Linked DNA regions of Mus musculus: region 2 is linked to region 1. The links are chromatin contacts, called in public HiChIP or PLAC-seq maps. All regions are on one chromosome and are shown on one strand. The core of a region is the stretch at or near the end of the contact, and the rest is flanking DNA. Distances in the headings are between cores, read along the strand shown.

Region 1 (4,218 bases), core at 1,198-3,697:
TTAAATAATTTCCTTGAAATGATACTGATTAAAAATGGCAATATTGAGAGCCACATTTCAGTCCATTTGAAGCCATAATCTGTGTCCTGTGCTTCTAATTTAACAAATGGTCTGTGGAGTTTATCACTGAAACAAAGACAGCAGTAAACAGAATATAGCTAGGGTGGATCATGGTTCAGTTGAGGCCATATGCAACTGGAGTCATCTTTTAGATACCCAAGTAAATATTAAGAGAATTAGTAATTGAACATTAGAAGAAATGTATGTACTATAGAGATAAATTGTGATATATTAACATACATGTGAATGTAAGCAGATGAAAGAAAGGAAGAAAAATGGAGATGAACATTTTAAGGCCTTAGTTAATTTACCACACTGGTTAACTAAACAAAAAAGACTGATAAGGAAAAAAAATAGAATAAAGAAACCCAGGGAAGCTTGAAATCAGAGTTGAAGTATAAAACCTCATGCAAGGATGTTGTTAGTAAATCTAAGAAAAACCCTAGTTACCCACTCAGATGATTTCATGAGAAACTTTTCCTGTGGATGACTGTTTCTTCATGAAAAGGCCTTATGATATCAGCAATCTAGAGCCTAGTGACATAGGGAGCTACAGGGTGACAGTTCTCTTCCCTCTTCAGTTTCACACTCAGAGCAAATTAAGGCCCTGAGGCACATAGGTTTTGACACCTTGTCTCACACCAAGAATACTGTGCTCTGAGAACTTCTCTCCTTTGTTCTAGTCCATCAGCAAGCTCTCACATGGTAAAGCAGATACGTAGAATAACTGAAACCATGAATATTTCTCCACTAGGGTTACAGCCTTGACAGTTTTCCCAAGACAGGCTTCATAAGTCTAGTATTTATAGACACACAACCTGTATGTGTCTTCCTAACCCTATTTCTGTATGTCAATCTCTATTTGTTCAAACCTTAATTTACATGACACCTTTAGATTCAATTACAAAATGATGTTTCTCCCATCTTGAGGACTCTGGGGCCTTTGGTTCAAGATCAACTATGAAACCTAAGTATAATCTGTTTATTTTTCTGACTTTCATTGCCTATTCTGGTGATAAATCTTTTCAGAGTACATACCCCTTCTTATGCAGTTTCTAGTAAAGTAATGAACATTTGTGTTAAAACATTCAGCAATAACCCAACCCTTTTGGAATGACAGACACTAGTAAATATTTCCAAGAAAGAAAGAAAGAAAGAAAGAAAGAGAGAGAGAGAGAGAGAGAGAGAGAGAGAGAGAAGAAGAAGAAGAAGAAGAAGAAGAAGAAGAAGAAGAAGAAGAAGAAGAAGAAGAAGAAGGAGGAGGGAAGGAAGGAAGGAAGGAAGGAAGGAAGGAAGGAAGGAAGGAAGGAAGGAAGGAAGGAAGGAAGGAAGAAAAGAAAAGGATAGAAAAGTTCTTGTCTTTTACATGGTCAGAATGCTGAAAGTTCCTAAAAATCATATCATTATTCTCATAGAAACCAGAGGAGTTAAAAAATTTATCTAAATAAAGAATTATTAAGGTCACACAGTTAACAAGTCCACACTAAAATCACAAACATTTCTCTTTCCAAAACTAGAACAGAATTTTATAAGTATTTCCTAAATGAAGTAGGCTAAGTCGGCACCAAACAGCTTGAGCACAATAAGTCAAAAAACAAATGCTCACTCAGAAGTACAGAGAAAGTGACCTTTTTTATCCTCTTGAAAAACTAGACCATATAACACAAGAAGAAAGAAAACAGATTTATTTTTTTAATTTTATTTTTAGGAATCCTGCATGGTGAGAACTCAAGAACAGTTTTTAAGCACCCACAGGGAATATTTTTCAAAAACGTTTAAGCAAAAAGTTTCCTCTCTTTTGAGGAACTTTCATGTTTAAGGAATCTAATATCTCTCTTTAAAGAATGTACTCAAGACAACAGCCTTAGAAATACAGAATCTTTATATAGTCCAGGTCATCTAAACTATATCTTTTGTAAAGCACTGGTGAAAAGTGTATTATCAATTACCTGTCACTGAAAACACATTAAAAATACCATGTAAAATCTTAACACAAGAGTTTAATAATAAGTGATAGATGCAACAGTATCAGACAATTATTGTGAGAAACACAAAGTATCCTCCTGACTGTTTTCTGCATTCCACCCATTAATTCCTTTATTGAATAAGGAATCAGCAGGCTAACAAAGACCTATTATATAGAAATTAACCAAATTAAATACATCTCTCCCCCTGTCCCCCAGTTTGCACAAACATCCCATTCCTGCCTCTCACATTTTGGGACAGAAAGTTTGGATACTTTAGCTTGGCAGTCCTCTGGCCCTTATGCCTTCCTTTCCCAGCATCAAAAGGTCAAGACAGAAAAGTTAATCTCTAAAAGTATTGGAGTTATAGCTATACAAAGAAAAACTACTTACTTAGCTGCTATCAAAAATATTCAACAGAAATCACCATACAGACTCTAAGAGCTGCTGCCATAGGACTGCTCTTAAGAGATGCAGAATAATATCCCTGGAGAATCTAAGAGTGCCAAGAGCTACCTTAGTCTCTGCAGGCAAATTCATAGGACAATACCCTCCAGACATAGCAAGTCCCACATCTTAGTTTGGTTTGGTTTTTCCTATTTTTGTCCAAAGATGAGACTGTGGCTTTATGTGGAACTGAGCTGACCAAAGTTATTTCAGATTTCCTTCTTCCCTACTGTGACTTCAAGGTCTCCTGACTTTGCTTTCTGAAACTGGTATCACGACTGTGCTCAAGTGTCTGTCTCTTGTCTCACACTGTGAGAAAGTGAGAAAACCATGCCAGCACAGAACACTGAACCACCTCCCCACACTTCCCCTTTTCTCTTCCTCAACTGCCACTCTGAGGAAATTTTAGGATTCTCTGAGCTGCAAATTTCTTCTTGAAAATAAAGCTGTGGGTTTGTTTTACATTTAAATTGTGACTAAGGTATTCCTTTACAAAGAAGACATATAAAAATTTAACATAGTGCCTAGACCCTTTATGTCTCCCCATCTAATGCTGAGCTCAATGTTCCTATTTTATTCCTCTGATACAGGAAGATAAAATATTTCCTATTTTATCCTCTCTTGTTTTGGACATTTGATCCTACTGGGTATGTAAACTGGGACACCAAAGAGCAGGTGAAAATTTGTCTAACCCATGGGCTGCAAAGTTCACTGATACCAAGCAGTAGTTCTGATATACAAAATGAGTAAAATTTCCTAAGAAAATGGAGCCCTGACACTAACATACTATGACTATCTGTCCTCAAACAGCATTCACTCTTTGAGAGGTCTTGGGGGCCCAGGTTAATCGAGACTGTTCTTTGTTCTACAGGGTCACCCTCCTCCTCAGAATCTTCTGGCTCTTCCTTAATTCAACCACAGGGATCAGCAGCTTCTGTCCTGGGTGAAAATATCTGCATCCGACTTTTTCAGCTACTTTTTGGGCCTTTCAGAGGGCAATCATGATAGATCACTTTTGTGAGTGCTCCATAGCCTCAGGAATAGAGTCAGACCTTGGAGCCTCCCCTTGAGCTGGATCGCACTTTAGGCTTGTAGCTGGACCATTTTTTTTTTCTCAGATGTCTCGACATTTCTATCCTCGCAGTACTTTCAGACAGAAAGAAGTATGGGCCAGAGTTTTGACTATGAGATCGCAACCCCATCTCTCACTTGATACCCTGTCTTTCTGCTGGTGATCAGCTCTACAAGTTCCCTCTCCCCACTGTAGGCCATTTCATCTAAGGTCCCTCCCCTTGAGTCCTGAGTGTCTCTTATCTCCCAGGTCTAAGGTATCTTCTGGATTGTTCCCAAAAATTCTACCAGAGAACTTCTGTAGCTGATAAATAACTCCAACAAAGTGGCTGGATATAAAATTAACTCAAATAAATCAATAGCCTTTCTTTAAACAAATGATAAATAGGCTGAGAAAGAAATTCGGAAAATAACTCCCAACTCCCTTCACAGTAGCAAAAATACTATAAATTATCTTTGGGTAACTTTAACTAAACAAGTGAAAGATCTGTATGACAATAACTTCAAGTGTCTCCAAAAAATACAAAATAAAACAAACAAACAACAACAACAACAACAAAAACCCTCTAAAAATGGAGAGATCTCCCACGATCATGGATTGTCAAAATTAACATAATAAAAATGGCTGGCCAGGTCCAGGACACCTTGGACAGGAACATGGCAAATGGTCCTACGG
Region 2 (4,218 bases), core at 908-3,407, 52 kb before region 1:
CTGCCCCATCCCTCCTGTTGAGAAGTACTTCCTCTCTTTCTGCTGCCCCATCCCTCCTGCTGAGGTGCATATCCTCTGCCCCATTCCTCCTGCTGAAAGGCACTTCCCCTTTTGCTTGTGTATTTAAACCTTGGGCCTGGCTAATACATTTTGGGGTCTTGATACAACTTCAGAACGGTTTCCGCGTCGTTACTCGTACAAGACCCTCGTCTCTCTCTACCCCCCATTTGGTTATTAGGAGGAGGTCCCCTCGAGATCCTCGAATAACTGGACCTGCTGGACGGGTCAAAACAACATTATAGGTGCACCAAAATGTATAAATAAGTTTACATCATCTATCTGTACTTTTAAAGTAGTTCAAAAAGAAATTATGGGTGATTGAGTAACAAATATTAGAAATAATGCTGTGAGTTCATAGAAAATAAAACTATAACAACAATAAACTGTAGGAAAGAAAACATGTCACAATGTAGGACTGAGACATAATTTTAATTCTTCAGAGTGATACTGAATTATTATTGTACTTGAATGGTTATCTATACTTGAATTAGATCTTAAAACATGACCATTAATACCGATTATGAACTTGATAGGATTTGGCAAAGGAGACAGGACTCTGGGCACACATGTGAGAAATTACTTTGATTAAGTTAATTGAGGTGAGAAGACCCACCCTAAAGTGGGCAGTACTATTCCCTGAGTTTGGGTCCTGGACCCTGAGAAGCAAGGAACTGAGGTGGCACAAGATTTCATCACTCTCTGATACAATGTGCCCAAATGCTCCAAAGTTCCACCACCAGGATTTCATGAAAAAGATACACTATAGCCTGCAACTGTGGCCAAATATACTTTTCTGTGATGATTAATCCTGGTTGATGACTTAAACTGTATATGGAATTAAGGTAATTTTCTGTTTTTAAGTTTATCTAACCTGCTTCTGCTGTTGTCATCCTTTGCTGACATTGAAACTCAGCCTCTGGCTGTCCAACATGAACTAAATATATTAGAATCTCCAAGAATCCCCAGTGCCAGACTGAGACTACTGAGACATCCATCTCACAGTCTCCTGAACTGAGCATCTACCAAGCTCAGCCTTTCTAGTGTGAAGATAGCCATTGTTAGACTATTCTCACCACACCATGCAAGCCAATCTAATATTCTTTTTCAGCTGATATTCTTATAAAATCTCTGACTAACATCCCTTCCTTCTTTTTTTCTTTTGTCTTTTCTAGTTTTTGTTTTATTAGATATTTTCTATATTTACATTTCAAATGTTATCCCCTTTCCTGATCTCCCTCAGAAACCCCCCTCCCCCTACTCCCTCCCCCATTACCCCTGCATATGTAGCTGGAGTCATGAGTCCTACCATATGTACTTTTTAGTTAGTAGTTTAGTCCCTGGGAGCTCTTCGGGTACTGGTTAGTTCATATTGTTGTTTCTCCTATGGAGCTGTAAACCCCTTCAACTATTGGATAATTTCTCTAGCTCCTTCATTGGGGAACCTGTGCTTAGTCGAATGGTTGGTTGTGAGCATCCACTTTTGTTTTTGTCAAGCACTGGCAGAGCCTCTCAGGAGACAGCTATATCAGGCTCCTGCCAGCAAGCACTTGTTGGCATCCACAATTGTGTCTGGGTTTGGTGATTCCTTCTTTTAGTAGCTCTTTTCAGGGTATCTTATTACATCAGCAGGAAATAATTATGGCACAACTGTTATAACAATTCTTTAGTGTATCTAAATAACATACTAAATGCAATAAATGAATAAGAAAATAAATAAGTGCATGTACACATTTGCATACACACATATGTAAAATTTGTTCATTTGGTATGGTGATACATATATTTACACAAACTTCTGTATACATGTATGTATTTCCTACCAATAAGGTTCTAATTCATATTCATTCTGGGATAGTAACCTTAATGAAAAAGTAAGCTGCTTTGTGGTTTCTTTAATTTTCTTCCGTTTTCTACAGAAATGACTGGGGGTTTGTGCACAGTCACCTACTTATTTTTCCCTAAGGAGAGCTTGAACTTTCTGAGAGTTTATCTCACTATTGTTATTAAGTGGCTCACTCCCAAAGGCTTCTTCTGGGAGTAATTGCTGGAACTATACAGCAAAATTGAGACAGAGGCATCAGGGCTACTTAACAAGGAAGCTGCCCCTCAGGGAGAACTCTGGGAATTAGCATGTGACCTATTGAATCGCCTTCCTCTACAGAGGACAGTTTTGAACCTTAGCAATTATGCATTTGCTGACCTTATTAAAACATTTGTAGCGTTTTAATAACATGATTGTCTGAGAGTTTCCTAATGAGCTCCCAAGGGACCCACTGGTAGAGCAAAACTTTTTCTACAACAGCAAATTTCCAGGAGACCATTTCTAATTGCAGGAAAAGTGAAAACTGAGGGCTCTAATCAGCTGTGCTTTGCTCTGTGTAGAGTAAGTGCATTATTTCCCAATACAAATGTCAGAGAACATAGACTCTCAATGAAGATTAGCAGCGTCTTAGAAAGACTGTGCTAGTGACCTCCACTTTAAACTAGAATGAAGGATTCAAATTCCAAATTGTTTAATTCTTTGTTTTGTGTTTAAATAGGTTAAATTAAAATAATGATATTAATGTAATAATATAATAAAATATTTCTAGTAGATTTATTCAGTCTTGTAATTTTTAAATATTTCATTATGCAATGATCAGTATTGCATAATGGTTATGGTTAATTAGTGGTAGTGTATGTCCTTAATCCAGCACTCAAGTGGCAGAGGCAGGCAGATCTTTGAGTTTAAGGCCATCCTGGTCTACAGAGAGAGTTCCAGGACAACCAGAGTTACACAGAAAAACCCTGCCTCAAAAACAAAACTAAACTAAAAACAAACAAACAAAAAACCCAAGCCAATAATCTCTGTTTTTAACTTTCAATATAAAGTAGTTGAAATGCTACACATTTATATTAAAAGCAATTCTTATGCTCTAAAGCAGGAATTCAGAAGCCAAAATGTGTAGTACAAATAAAGAGTACAGAATTTTAATAAAATTGTGTGCATATAGACAATGTCTCCCCACTCATTAGGAATGTGACCAAAAGAAACAACTCTGGCCTGGGTAACAATTCTAGAATGCAACTGTTTATCAGTAATGATTAGAGTTGCAGGACCTCCCTGCTGCTATGAATGTTAAATGGGTTGACATATGAACTAGCCATATTAAGAAGAATCACAAACAATAAACCTTCTAGAAGTAGCTGTCATAAGTCAGTTAACACAATAACCATGTGTTATTTTCCAAAATTACTTTAAAGTACTTTTGCTCTTTATTTTCCTTTTCAATTAGTTCATTTTACAAAAAGAAAGCCATTACAGAAATTGTGCTGGGATTTAGTTATATTTTATCCAACTGAAAACCCATGTCTTCCATCTGCCAGACTAATCAGGGTATGTGTTCAGGGCCTATTTTCATAGCTGTTTATGTGGCCAGTGATCTCAAAGATCACTGGATTTAAAACAGGATGGGAAACTACATCTGAGAAAAATAACCACTGGCTATTTTATTTCATTTAAAGTTTTAAAATATAAAAGCATAGGCTCTAATTACTGGTAACACAATTACACTTCGTCTAACTATTTCACAGTAAGCAGGTATAAATCCTGAGCAACCTAAAGAACATGCTTGAGCAAGTTGGAAAGTGTACATGAGCAGCCAAATCGAGGAAAACCACAAGAGTTTAAAGAACCACCAGAGGTTTCCATTGTCTCTCACACTAAGATCTAACACAACCAGAATGACAATAATATCATAGCTAGCTCTACAGCAGAGGGAGAGTCAACTCTAGAAAGAGACCTCTAACTCCAAACCTGAAAAGCAATTCTTATACTCTAAAGCAGGAAGTCAGAAGGCAAAATGTGTTTCTGCAATGGTTTTGAAACAGAACCAGGGTACAAATGAGTGTGCATGTGAGACAGTGGGTATTTTAGGATATTGGCTCACTTGATTATGGAGATTCTCAAGTTCAAAGCCACAGAGCAATAAACAAGAGACCCAAAAAGGAGATGATATTGCAAGACATGTCCAAAGACTCTCAGGCTGACCACCAAGAGAAAAGGATATTGTTAGCATTTAGTCTAGGCTCTGCCCCACAGTTACCTAGCAACAGCCAGGTAGGCCTGACTCACTATAAAAGGTGATGCATGCCCCCTCCTCTTTCTCTTGCTCTCTT

Evidence for each region. HiChIP or PLAC-seq counts read pairs in DNA pulled down with a chosen protein or histone mark.
Region 2: an H3K27ac HiChIP or PLAC-seq map of microglia shows a contact between it and region 1, with 2.7 times the contacts expected there. The contact joins the enhancer-like site here to the promoter of Olfr110 in region 1. A contact is called at or near these places in 1 of 39 promoter capture datasets (liver), 4 of 484 Hi-C or Micro-C datasets (the G1E-ER4 cell line, cerebral cortex, liver and 1 more), 3 of 115 datasets of contacts at active chromatin or transcription factors (embryonic stem cells, microglia and neural progenitor cells) and 2 of 9 other capture datasets (adipose tissue and liver).

The regions. Positions count from the first base shown.
Region 1 is chr17:37,490,697-37,494,914 of GRCm38.p6, reverse strand. It overlaps Olfr110 (olfactory receptor 110), which reads right to left and starts at 2,447. Exons shown (of 2, transcript NM_146328.2): 1 at 2,418-2,447.
Region 2 is chr17:37,542,225-37,546,442 of GRCm38.p6, reverse strand. No RefSeq gene overlaps it. Among named protein-coding and RNA genes, the nearest start is that of Olfr111, 14 kb to the right of the region's middle. Within about 2 kb of position 2,157, at least 4 of the 459 cell types and tissues checked have an H3K27ac peak or open chromatin away from gene starts, as enhancers often do. A contact at or near this core is called in microglia, where this site is marked.